Regions from separate parts of the Ovis aries genome. Here region 2 is linked to region 1. The links are chromatin contacts, called in public Hi-C maps. All regions are on one chromosome and are shown on one strand. The core of a region is the stretch at or near the end of the contact, and the rest is flanking DNA. Distances in the headings are between cores, read along the strand shown.

The links. Hi-C and Micro-C count contacts between places; a contact is called where the count stands out from the background.
Region 2: a contact with region 1 is called in a Hi-C map of blood, with 4 times the contacts expected there. The contact joins the promoter of TNFAIP8 here to the enhancer-like site in region 1. A contact is called at or near these places in 5 of 16 Hi-C or Micro-C datasets (blood, hypothalamus and tail adipose tissue).

What each region holds. Positions count from the first base shown.
Region 1 is chr5:32,272,106-32,278,930 of ARS-UI_Ramb_v3.0, reverse strand. The region is part of intron 2 of TNFAIP8 (TNF alpha induced protein 8); the gene reads left to right. Among named protein-coding and RNA genes, the nearest start is that of TNFAIP8, 68 kb to the left of the region's middle. Within about 2 kb of position 3,865, at least 6 of the 54 cell types and tissues checked have an H3K27ac peak or open chromatin away from gene starts, as enhancers often do.
Region 2 is chr5:32,339,378-32,346,202 of ARS-UI_Ramb_v3.0, reverse strand. TNFAIP8 (TNF alpha induced protein 8) reads left to right here and starts at 3,107. Exons shown (of 3, transcript XM_060416349.1): 1 at 3,107-3,197. It overlaps LOC132659878 (a long non-coding RNA gene), which reads right to left. Exons shown (of 2, transcript XR_009600842.1): 1 at 3,663-6,825; 2 at 1-2,616.

The DNA.
Region 1 (6,825 bases), core at 2,616-5,115:
CCACTGAATGTCAGTTCTTGTGTTTTATTTCCCACAATGAGCCTGGCACCTAAGTCGGTGCCTGACGTTCAGTAGGTTCTGGATAAATGTGAGTTGATTTTCTTGAATGAATGAAGCAATCTCCTTGTCACCTAGAAATGTGCAGTGTCATGGGACGATGAGACGTGTATAACAGTGCCTCTCCCTTTGAGCAAAATGGGCTAAAGGTTGTAAGAAGCTTCCAAGTCGCATAGGGAGACAGAGGAAGAGGAGCTGGCTTCAGGCATCATGATGGGCTTCCTGGTGGCTCAGTGGTAACAAATCCACCTGCAGCAAAGGAGATGCAGATTCAATCCCTGGGTTGGGAAGATCCTCTGGAGGAGGAAATGGCAACCCATTCCACTATTTTTGCCTGGGAAATCCCATGGAAAGAGGAGCCTCGCAGGCTACAGTCAATGGGGTCACAAAGAGTTAGACCCGACTTATAGGCATCATAATGGCCTTGTGTGAACTGAGCCTTGGGAGACTGGCAGTATTTTGTAGTTGATGATGGTGGAATGGACCCCAGAGGCCAAGGAAAGTGGGTGAACAGGGGCCCAGAACTGGAACAGTGCTAGGCCTGATGGGGGCAGGGCTAGGGAGCATCTTGAATCCTTTGCTGACAGTGTGGACTCTGATCCATGAGCCAGCTGGGAAGTGCTGCACATTCTTCATTGGGGAATGACGTGGTAAAGTGAAGATTTTCAACTCAGTTCTAGGCACAGATGATGATGTGGTGTGAGAAGATGTGCCATGAGGGTAAGTAAGTAAAGGAGCAGGAAGCTGAGGCCTGAGATAGGATGGGGCTTTGGAGTTGAAATGAAGGAAGGCAGAGGCACTCTGCAAGGGTGGGGAGACATGAGAGCTTGGTGGCTGGAAGGTGGGGAGGGAGATCCGAGATGGCACTGAGGCTTCAAGTCTGAATGGCTGGTGGGAAGATGAGATATGCAGTGCAGCAGGGAAGCTCTTTGGGGACGAGTCATATGAATCTGGTTCTAGCCCATCCTTTTACTGTATCAGGGGGCATTTTCTGGATGAAACTAGCCCACGTGCCCTCCTTTGTCCTGAAAGACTTTGGGTGATGAGAGGCTAGAGGTGGGGAGACAGAAACGTAGCACAGGATAGGAAATTCTAGGCTCCTGTGGCCACCTCCTTGTCTGGAAGAATAGGACCACTTAGTGGGATGGGAATACAGGGCTCTCACATCTCTCCAGGGGTGAGAGGTGTGTGCCCGGCGATGTCTGCTCTTCAGTCACCATGTGGCAGGAGCTTGTTTGATGTCAGCCTGCCATTCAGTCACTTTGTTCAGTTGTGAGACTGAGGGGGATGGGGCAGAAGACAAGTGATGATTGCTGTCTGCCTGAGTGCAGGGCTCTGGGTACCAATGGGATAAGGCCCCGAACAGGGTGATCATCCTTCCCCTGCAAATGGTCAAAACTGGTGTGTGTATGTGTTTCCTGGGGGCCAAAAATCAAGGAGAAACCTTACTCAAGACAGGGTATAATTCCTGATGGCTCGCTAAACTGAAACATTTCTGAAAGTTGGGTTTTTGCTTTTAATACAGGTTTCAAAATAGCCACATGGGTAAAACTACAAAATGACAAAGCTCACTGTCGTCTAAAGGGGGATAGAAAGTATAACTGCTTTCATGGTCTTCTCTGGAAAGCTGTCTTTTTAAGAAAACATCTTCTGCCACCTTGAATGCACAGGTTTTAACAAAATCCAAATGAGAATGAGAGAAGCACAGATGGAAAGACAGCAGAACTTGGTGAATGAGAGACCGTCCAAAGCAAGAGAGGAATCAGCAATGACTGGGGGATGATGGGATCCATAGAGGTTAAAACAGAGAGGAAAATGATCAGGTTTGGTGACAGGAGGTTAGGAATTCAAATTGGGAAATACCGTGTGTTGGATATTCACAAGAAGTTCTAGAAATTTATAGAGAAATTTACTCTACCATTGGAGAGTTTTTCTTGGCAAATTTAGAGTTTAATTAGTGGAGTATTTTATTATGAGGGCTCATGTTCAGTTTCACATGAAGGTTTGCAATGCAAGAATGCTATAAAATGTCAAGACTCTGTTTATACTCAGCTCAGCAGAAAATAAACCACGTTCAAGTGCCAGCATATTTATTGCAACAGGCACTCAGTGTTTCTGTGCTTCCTAAAGGCTGATTTAATGTTTTCGTTGGTGGTGTGAGTGTGAAGAGAGGTTTGAGCGTCCTAGGACAACAGACATAAATGCTCATTCTAGAGTGCTACGATCTGGCTGTTGACGTCACTGTACTGCAGCTAGTAGTGAGTTGTTTATTCATTTGTTTGCCTGCTTCTGAGTAACATTTTATAAAACTTATACTGGAAACTAAGAAATACTATGTGATAGAAAAATGTGCCTTCCCACACTTCTTTTTTATGCAGCCCCTTGTGGGGAGGCTGTGAAGGGCAATCAGTGTGAGGATGGACTTGAGAAATCTGCCCCCCAAACCTCCTGCCCTGCGGCCGGCTCTGGCCCCCAGCAGCTCCAGTTCACATTGGTGAACTCACTGCTCTGCCTGTCCTTAAACGGTGGGCTGCCAAGTGTTCTCTTTATTTTCCAGACAGTCCCCTGTGTGTGCTCTCTGGTGAACCATATCACCCTTTCGTGATATGATACGACAAGGAAAAAGCCAACCAATTTGGAATAAGAGATCCCGTGTACCCATGCTGGCCTTGCCCTGAGCAAGTATGTTACATTTATGGAGCTTGGTTTCCTCGGCTACAACCCAGGAATCATGGTGCCCACCTCCCAGGGTTTCAGGGAGAGTGAGCGAACACAGGGAAATCACACACGCTGCTCAGCATCTGGTAGGGTTTCTCTGCTCTCCTCCAGGCATGAAACACGTGCTCCTGTTGGCACAAGCCTTTTCAGGTAAGAGGTGACCATTCGCTGTCTCTGTGATAGCATTCAGAAAGTGCTTCTGGAGCACTTTACCAGACTCAGGCCCTGGAATAATCCCCCCTCAGCCTGCCTTCTTCCCTTGCCAATGACTCCTTCCTCCCGGAAGAGCTGAGGGGCAAAGGGAATCAAGTTGAGTCAAAGAGGAGGCCCTGTTTGTGGCACTGGCTTTAGGGAGGCCATTGAGAGGGCTGCGGTGGCAGGAAGAAGACTGAAAAGGGGGGTCTAGATAGGATTGACGGGAAGAGGGAAGGGTTGAATGAAAAGAAGATAGCAGTACTCTTGTCACCAGACCATGCCCTAAGGACTAGGGAGAAAATTGGAAATGCCAAAGCATGAAGGTCAAGGTGTTTCGCAGACATTTCCAGTTCTGTCCTGGAGACTATGGCATCTGTTGAAATAAACAAATGGTGCACATTTTCATGCAGCCATCAACTGCATTATCCTTGTGCTGATTTTGTCGAATGCACTGCTGATAAGGATGTGGGTAGCCATAGAGGAAGTGTCTTTCTTGGGGTGTGTAATAAGCAGTCAATGAAACTAGGCCAGAGAGAGCGCCTGTGTTTGGAGATGGTTCTGGGTCTCATGGCTTCTCTCTCGGTCCTGCCCCAGCTTGCAGGGCCTCGTCCAATAATCTACTTAACCTCTTTGAAATTGTGCTTGTCACCTGCTTTCTCTGGGCGTGGGGACAGTGAAATGATTGAAGTGATAGTGCCTTGCTGTGAGATGCCCAGATAACGTGGAGAGCGTGCACACTCAAGAGAAGCTGGTGTTCTGAAAGCCACTGTTATGTGGTTGCAGATAGATGGAGGAGAAATACAAGATAAGACACACCCAGACTTCCCTAATGAAATGGCTTATGTACTGTCACTGCGAAGCTCCGGGGCGCGTCCATCACCAGCAATACCACTCACACTCCCGGGGTGGGGCCTGGGGGTGTTGGGGTGCTGAGCAGAACCTTGCTTCAGCTGCAGAGCTAAGCTCACCAGAAAGAGATAGAGAACCGCGCCTGCATCTGAGCACCAGTCGCCTTTGTAAGGGATTGGACAGATTCCTCCGCCGCCAAGCTGTCGCGCTGTTTCTAGGGCTAGAAGTCGCAGCTGCTTCCTCTTTTCCTGTCTCAGAGCACAGATGATGCTCCGGCATTGGGTATCTGTCACAACTGTCGATCCTTAAATCTGTCAAGAATGTCCTGATTTCCTAGTTACAAGTCCTAGGGAAGCATAGGAGAGTTGCCTTCATATCTCCAAAGGCAACTGAAGTGGGTTAGATACTGTTCAGTTCAGTTCAGTTCAGTTGCTCAGTCATGTCTGACTCTTTGTGACCCCATGAATCGCAAGGCCTCCATGTCCATCACCAACTCCCGGAGTTCACTCAGAATCATGTCCATCGAGTCCGTGATGCCATCCAGCCATCTCATCCTCTGTCGTCCCCTTCTCCTCCTGCCCCCAAACCCTCCCAGCATCAGAGTCTTTTCCAATGAGTCAACTCTTCCCATGAGGTGGCCAAAGTACTGGAGTTTCAGCTTTAGCATCATTCTCTCCAAAGGAATCCCAGGGCTGATCTCCTTCAGAATGGACTGGATGGATCTCCTAGCAGTCTAAGGGACTCTCAAGAGTCTTCTCCAACACCACAGTTCAAAAGCATCAATTCTTCAGCGCTCAGCCTTCTTCACAGTCCAACTCTCACATCCATACATGACCACTGGAAAAACCACAGCCTTGACTAGATGGATCTTTGTTGGCAAAGTAATGTCTCTGCTTTTCAATATGCTATCTAGGTTGGTCATAACTTTTCTTCCAAGGATTAAGCATCTTTTAATTTCCTGGCTACAATCACCATCTGCAGTGATTTTGGAACCCCAAAAAATAAAGTCTGATACTGTTTCCATTGTTTGCCCATCTATTTCCCATGAAGTGATGGGACTGGATGCCATGATCTTCGTTTTCTGAATGTTGAGCTTTAAGCCAGCTTTTTCACTCTCCTCTTTCACTTTCATCATGAGGCTTTTTAGTTCCTCTTCCTTTCTGCCATAAAGGTGGTGTCATCTGCATATCTGAGGTTATTGATATTTCTCTCGGCAGTCTTGATTCCAGCTTGTGTTTCTTCCAGCCCAGCGTTTCTCATGATGTACTCTGCATAGAAGTTAAATAAGTAGGTTGACAATATACAGCCTTGACGTACTCTTTTTCCTATTTGGAACCAGTCTGTTGTTCCATGTCCAGTTCTAACTGTTGCTTCCTGACCTGCATACAGATTTCTCAAGAGGCAGGTCAAGTGGTCTGGTATTCCCATCTCTTTCAGAATTTTCCACAGTTTATTGTGATCCACACAGTCAAAGGCTTTGAGGACTGCTCTACGAGCTCCCTGTCTTTAGCTTCTGTCTATAATTCTTCTTTCTTACCAAAACTGTTCAGAAGGTGAAGTAACTTGCAAGTCTACAAAACGAGGAAGTGGCTTGGCTGAAAATTGAACCTGACCTAGCAGACTGTAAAGCATTTGTCCATTGCATTCCACTCGGTATGGTTTCTGCTATGTGCAGAAACAGGCTCAAAGCAGAGTGTTATTGCTGCAGAAGATAAGAATAAAGTCAAGAAACTTACCATGGAGTTGAAGATAAGATAGATCACCATAGATCACATACGGACAGCTATGAAAAGATCCCAGAAAGGAAGCTCAGGTGAGGTGCTGTGGGAATTAAAGGAAGAGGCTGAGATCCTAACACCCATTTGGGATCTTTAGGAAAAGGATTCACAGAGGAAGTGCACGTGAAGTGGGACTGGCCAAACCATGCCTGGGGGGATGGATGAGGGAAGGAATTGTGGGTGATGATAACTGTCAAATGCCCAGGTTAATAAATAAGCTTCTAAACAGACTGTTAGAACGCACATGTGCCTGTATCTCTATGTATGTACCTGTGCGTATTGCATGGGCATGGATGCAGGCATACATACATTCTTTATAAAGACCTTATATTCTCTTCAAAAGCAAAAGGCTAATGATTTTAAGTAGCAAAGTTGTCCGAACTCGGTTCTCTAGCTCTCTTGAGAACCAGAACACCTTTAAGCAACACTTACTATTAATAGACATTCATGTTTCTACAGGCCAGGAAGAAATGAGTTTTTTTAATTTTTTTCCGGGCATCTATGATTAGGGCTGCTCCCTTTTTTTTTTTTTTTTTTTGAAGTATCTGCTCCTCTTTTCTTTCATGTGGAAACATTAGACTTCCTGTTTCTGCTTGATTTTGAAACTGTCTCCCGTCCTCCTATCACAGGTGATCCCTGTGTCCCCGTGCAGTCATAGTTTATGGGTAGCGAGTGCAGGCAGCACCCAGTCCGTCCCTGCTGTGGACATTAAGACGTCTCTGGATTCACAACAAAAAGCTACACAATGCATTCCGCTACAGGTGACGAAACCCGGCTTCCAGAATAACAAGCAGGACAACTTTTAAGTGACTGTTGTTGACCAGTGTCTTCCGTGCATTGGTTTGGTATGCTTATGGTTGGTTTTTTGAAAGGATGGGACAAATTCTTTGAATTATTCTCAGGGAAGACTGACTCCCTGAAGGCAGTACAGATGCTGTGGAAAAGACATCGGCAGGGTGGCTATGTGTGTTCCTCTGGTCTGTGTGACTGCTGAGACTCTGGGAAGCTGTTCTTCTGATTGATACGGGGGAAAATGCCGAAACTAGGTGAGTTAAAAGTGCCCAGACTAATTTGGTTGTAACACCTTTGTCGGAATTGATGACTAAGCACCATGGTGTTGCTGTCTACAGGGAAATAACCTTTGGTCACAGCTTTCAAGTGGTTGTGTTCAGATAAATCACTGCTTTTCTTTTGCAAGAACTCTGAGTGTGGAGGAGCGTTAGGAGGC
Region 2 (6,825 bases), core at 1,858-4,357, 68 kb before region 1:
TAAATCAACCTAGATTAATCTCCTTCCTTCAGCCCCCACATCCCATCAATCTCCAGGGCCTTATAAGTGTTGAATCCATCTTTCCATCCACTTAGTTTAAGCATTCAGCGTCTATAATTATTTCCTATTACTGCCAAAACAAATTAACACCAATTTAAGAGTTTAAAACAACATACATCTATTACTTTACAGTTTTACATTTCTGGTCAGAAGTCCAGTAGTGGTGGGGGAGGAGGGTCTCACCAGGATAAACTCAGTGTCAATCGAGCTGAATTCCTTTCCAGAGGCTCTAAGGGAGGATCCATTTCCTTATGGTGTTAGAGTGAAATTCCCATTTTTTGTTGTTGTTGTTGGCTGAGGTCCATTCCCAGCTTCTGGAGGCCACCCACATTCCTTGGCTCCTGACCCAGGTCAAGTTCTTTTCATACTTTGAATCTCTCTGACTCATTCATCCTCTTCATGGGAATCATATAATTAGATTAGATCCACCCAAATAATCCAAGATAATCTCCCCATCTCATTCTCTTTGGCCTTCATCACACCTGCCAAGTCCCTTTTGCCATGTAAGGTAACATATTCACAGGTTCTGGGGATTTGGGTGGGGACATCTTTCCTGAAATTCATATTCTGCCTCCTGCTGCATCCTAGGGCTTCCCTGGTGGCTCAGGTGGTAAAGAATCTGCCTGCAGTGCAGGAGACTTGGGTTCAACCTCTGGGTCAGGAAGATCCCCTGGAGGAGGGCATGGCAACCCACTCCAGTATTCTTGCCCAGAGAATACCCATGGACAGAGGAGCCTGGTGGGCTACAGTCCATGGGATCACAAAGAGTTAGACACGACTGAGCTGTATCACGACTGAGCGACTTCACTTTCACTTTTCACTTTCATACACTGGAGAAGGAAATGGCAGCCCACTCCAGTGTTCTTGCTTGGAGAATCCCAGGGACAGGGAAGCCTGGTGGGCTGCCATCTATGGGGTGGCACAGAGTCAGACACAACTGAAGCGACTTAGCAGCAGCAGCAATAGAGCTGTATCCTAACATCCATCCTTGCAATTACTTCATAAGCAAATTTCCCAGCTCTGATGTTTTCTATGCTGTTTTCAGAGAAACCTTTCTAGAACATTTGGTATGTCTCCCATGCTCAAATTAATGTTCTTCAACTCCTACAGGAAGAAAACACTTAGATTTGGTCTTTTTCTATTGTTCTACTTCTTCACCAACCCTTCTTAATGCTTGAAAAATGTTTACCATGTCCTTCCTTAGAAGAAGGAAGCTCCCATTCCTTCTTATAAATTGAGCTCAGACATTACCTCCTTCAGAAAAATCTTCCTGACTCTCCCCTCCCCACAGGACAGTGTCCTAAACATCTCTGAACCTTCTGAATATTCCTATTGTGGTCATTAAACCCAAATGTGTTTACTTTCCTGTGTCCCAACCATACTCTGCCACTCACTAAATGTGAAATGTTGGTAGATTATTTTATTTCGCTATGCCTCCCTTTCTCTTTGTAAAACTAAGGTAGCTATGTTGTTCAGTACTCAGTTGTGTCCAACTCTTTCTGACCCCATGGACTGCAGCACACTAGCCTTCCCTGTCCTTCACTATTTTCCCGAATTTGCTCAAACTCATGTTCAATTAATTGATAATACCATCCAATCATCTCATCCTCTGTTGCACCCTTCTCCTCCTGCCCTCAATCTTTTTCAGCATCACAGTCTTTTCCAATGAGTCGGCTCTTCACATCAGGTGGCCAAAGGATTGGAGCGTCAGCTTCAGCATCAGTCCTCCCAATGAGTATTCAGGGTTGATTTCTTAGGATCGACTGGTTTGATCTCCTTGCTGTCCAAAGGACTCTCAAAAGTCTTCTCCGGCACCACAGCTTGAAAGCATCAATTCTTCAGCACTCAGCATTCTTTATGGTTCAACTCTTACATCCATACATGACTACTGGAAAAACCATAACTTTGACTATATGGACCTTTGTTGGCAAAGTGATGTCTCTCCTTCTTAATATGCTGTCTAGGTTTGTCATAGCTTTTCTTCCGAAGAGCAAACGTCTTGTAATTTCATGGCTGCAGTCACCATTTGCAGTGGTTTTAAAGCTCAAGAAAATAAAGCATGTCACTGTTTCCATTTTTTCCCCATCTATTTGCTATGAAGTGATGAGACCGGAAGCCATGATCTCAGTTTTTCGAAACTAAGGTAGCTATAGGATCTATAAGTTGTTATGAGGATTATAACAGTGACCAGCACATACGAAGTTTTGACAGTATTACTAATATTTCCAGCCCTCTGCACAGAACCATCATATAGTAGGTGCTTAATGAAGGATGGATTCGTCACACTCCCAAGAAGGTCTGGCAACATTTGCCCTTGAGAATGACTACCTCGGGTTCAGGGCCCAGATTCTGCCCCATTCCGGTAAATAGCCACTCTTAGACTCTGTGGGTATGGGCAGTCATTGAAGTCCGCAGAGGTGGCTTAGACCACACTGACTTGCTGGGATCCAATGACCCTTTAACTCTTAAAAGTTAACTCTTGCATCCCTCGCGAATGGAAACTTAGGAATCACTTATGCATCAGCTATTGCCAGGTAGACTTGAGGTCAGCAAAGGCTGAAAAGAAAAAGAAAAAAAGGGCAGGCGGGATTTAGGGGCTTATACGGAAAATGATGTCTACGACGAAGCTAATGGCAACAGATAATAGATAATACATGCGTACTTGTTAGGTGCCTGGCATGAGCTCACTTAAGAGACTCTATAAACTTGAGACTGGTATCTCACTTTCATAGCTGAAGAAACCGAAAGACCCAAAAAGTAACTTCTTCCCTGCGTATCTCCTCAGCCGGTCCTCGCTCCTTGAGCCCAAAGGTCTTGCCTTGCAGCTCAAGTCCAGCTCCTGAGCCGCTGTCCAGCCCTCCTCCGCATTTCCCCGAGCCCTGGCCACTCCTGACCTGCAGTGCCAGGCCCCGCCTCTGAATCCCGGGTTCTCCTCGCCCCCGGCCCTTAACTCCTCCGCGCACGTTCCGCCCCCGGCCTCCGGCTCCTCCTCCTCGGTCGGCTCCGCCCCCAGTCTCCTAAATCCTCCTCCCGCCCCGCCCCTGGCCCTTTAGCTCTTCCTCCTGTCCCCGCCCCCGGCTCCTTTTCTCCCGCCCCTGGCTCCTTTTCTCCCGCCGTCTCTGGCCCGCGCTCTGCTGGTGAGTCCGCGGCAGCCCGCGATCGTTCAAGGGGCTAGGCAGCTCCGCGCCGTAACCTCGCCCAGCTCGCCTCTTAGCGTCCCCGCGCCACCCGGCCCCTCTTGAGAGTAAGTGCCTCCCGGGCGCGCCGGTCCCGCATACATCCTCACAGAACTTCCCCGGCCTCTGGGCTGCGGGGTGCTCCTTGGGGGCAAGCTTTCAGCTCACAGAGAGTTTCTGAAGTAAATGTGAGTGGCTGTGAGTGCGTGCGTCTGAGCTTGTGTGTGTGTGTGTGTGTGTGTGTGTGTGTGTGTGTGCGCGCGCGTGTGTGTGTGTGTGTGTGCAGGCGCGCACAGCTCCGGAAACTCCCCGGAGTTTTACCCAGTTCCTGTGTCGCCGAGATAATCTGAGACCTCCAGCTGGGAGCCCTTACCGACTCGAGCTGATGACCCCTTAACTTCCACCCTCCTGCCCTGAGCCGCTTACTGTTCCTTCTGCAGATGGGGGCCCCGCTACGTATCACGCCCTCCTGGTCACAGCTCCTGCTGTCGAAAGGACCGCCCCGGTTATCAGAATGTCCCAGATTGCAGACCGAGATGCTGGCCTGAGATTGTAATCCAACCCTGCATTGTAAAATGGGCAGCGACTAGAGTTTTGCCTTGAGACCGTTCGGTGGAGACTTCCTTTGAGGAAGAAAGTGTGTGTGTGTGTGTGTGTGTGTGCGCGTGTGTGCGTGTGCGCGCGCGCGCGCGAGTTCGTGTCTTTGCGCGCTCAGCACCTGATGCAAGAACACTTGGGCGCCTTCAGAACCTGGGCGGCTGGTAGGCAAGTTCAACACCAGGTTGACCAACAGGGTTTAGGGGCCAAAAGATCTTCATTGATTCAGTAACACCGTTTTGCTAAAGCCAACTGACTTCCTAAAACATAGCACTGGGTAGGAGGCGCAGTACCCTGAGAGAAGCAAGGAAGGAGGAAGAGAGTTGGGTGCTCAATGTTGAAACAACGGAAATCCTTGAGCTACTTAAGACTGATAATTCGACCCTTCTGTACATAATTTTTATTGGGGAGGTCAATACTATTTCAATACAGGGTGTATTTCTGCCCTAAAAAACATATTTATATTTAATTGATAGTAGGACAGTACTCTAATCCACCTGTAAAATGATTCCCTGGTTGCTGAGGTCCCATCCAATTATAACTGTCTCTGAATTCTTCTGTATCTCGGTTTATTCTTGTCATGTTCTTGCTGTGAAGTAGGGATGCCCATAGTGGTTTCCCACTTTCTTGATAAGACTTCATTTATGAGATGCTGGCAGGAAAATGGCATATGGAGTAGAAATTATTCATTGAGGCATAAGGAAAACAAAACTATATAGCTAAAGGAAATAACCAGAACAGCAGACTTGAAGTTGCCATTGTGCCCTGGCATATGAAACTTAGAGCTGATAAATCACTTTAAGTGCTGCTTATCACAGCAGATATTTTTATCCTGGTTTGAATCCTGTGTTTCAGAAAAGTATTTCCACAGTGTTTTAACTAAGGAAACATTATGCTTTGAAATGTAAACATATGATTCCATCCCTCTTTAAGGAAAGAAATAATTATCACACTTAATTAAACACCTGGAGAGATTTATTGCCACCTTCTAATTAGATCTGTCGTGGGGAGTTAAGTCAGCAAGTTATGGTGACACAGCTGGCTTTTTTGTAGATTGTTTTGCGAGTACCAGTCCGCCCCATATGTACTACTTGGCTCTGCCACTTCTTGGCTTGGCTTTTGAGTTTATACCTGTAACTTGAATAAATAAAGTATAGGAAAATGGACTACCATCTTCCTCCCTGTAAAATATGGATACCTTAGACATTGAATGTTTGGTATTAAGGTCTTTGCATTAACAGAAATAAGCCTTCTAAGCCATTATATCCATCTAGATTAGCTGCTAATTTAAGAATGATCAATAAAATATTGAATACAAGAAGATTCCCCCCCAAATGTAGTAATTCTACACAGATGGTCCCTTACATTTTTTTTCTTTAAGGAGACTTTAATCTTAGTACCTTTTGTTCTGTTTAAATCTAGTGAGAAAAGGGGTGGCGTGAGCTAGAAAATCTACTTATGTTTGTCATCTCTCAGTTTTCTGTTTCTACTATGTTACTGGATATAGTCTTCCTCTGTGTAGTGAGTGTTGTGGACAGGCTTTTCTGGGAGCCCTACGGAATGGCAGAAGCTGAGGTTGTGTACTCACACTGCAGCGGCCAGGAACAGAGCATTTTAGGAGACCTGTTCTCTGCAATTCTTTATTCTGTTGAAATTGGAGGAAAGGGTGTGTGGAGAGAAATGATTGCATCTAAACAGTACCCATTAGGAAATCTTATGTTGGGGGAGGAGCAGTTTCTGGGTGGTTTATGACTTAGGGAACTTCGAATAGCAGATCCTTGAAGCTGAGACTGCCTTAGTGTGAGGCACTTGAGAGACCTCATAGTTGGTTGATTAAATTAATCCTCGTCTGCTTGGATCAGCCCCTTGGAATGAACACATTTCCTTCTTGGAGATTTCATCTGTCCTCAATCAGAATTTAGCTTTGCTTCCACATCTTGCAGAAGAGTCCATTCTCTACCCCCTCTGTTTTTGCATGGTACAAATTGAGGGTGTTCAGCATGGGGTGATCTCTTGGAGGCAGGGGAGGGTGGGTGATAAACAGATAAAGGCCACCTGTTTTCTCATAGAGGTGGAAGGAGCATTAGCGCAACCCCAGTACCATGGACACTGACACAGGGGCCAACCTGGATAAATCGGGAAAGCCTCCCTCAGTTTGGTATTCCTAGAATCGGCTCCACTGCAGAGTGTAAGAGAAGGTACTATATGGTGCCAGATAAACTTTTATCACCTCAACTTGCCTCAGGCTGCCCACATCCTGCCTTTAATACCAAATGCACGTGGTAAGAACTCAGCAAACACCAAAAAGGAGCTTTTAACACCTCAACCTTCATGTCTCCCTGTGAGAAACAGTTTACTTCCTGCTCCCTGCCCCCTCTAGTTTTGATAACTTTGGCCTAGGGGTCTGAGCCAATTGCAGTTTCTAGACTTCTGCCCATCAGTGGGTCTTCCCAATAGCTAAAAATAGATGAGTCATTAAGGGTAAAAAGAAAAAGAATCAGTGAACCTTGCTGCAAAATGTAAATGAGGTTAAGTAGTACCAGTGAATGTCAATTTGAATTCTGCATTTTGGCCTTAAGAGGAGGAAATGAGCTGCCAGTGTGGGTAGATGATTCTAGAATGAGAGGCCAGTGGTACCTTAGGGACCATCTGGCCCGTGGTACCTTAGGGACCATCTGGCCCAAGAGTCTTAGATAGTAGCATTGGCCCTTATACAAGTTGAGAGGTGCATCCCCTCCATCCAGCTTGCCAGGGCTCCATTCATTCAGGCAGCAGGTATTATTGAGCTCCTACTCTGTGAATGGCACTGTGCAACTCTCTCATGTTCCCACCAAGGCCTGGGATCCAAGATGGCTGGTGACATGCACAAAAATATTTGAACAGGTCCCTGAAGGTAAATTGATAGTTCAAAGATGAGTTCGCAATCCTTCTGAGTTTCACAAAGGAAAGTAAAGGCACTTCCTTAGCACAGTAGATGAACCATTTTCAAAAT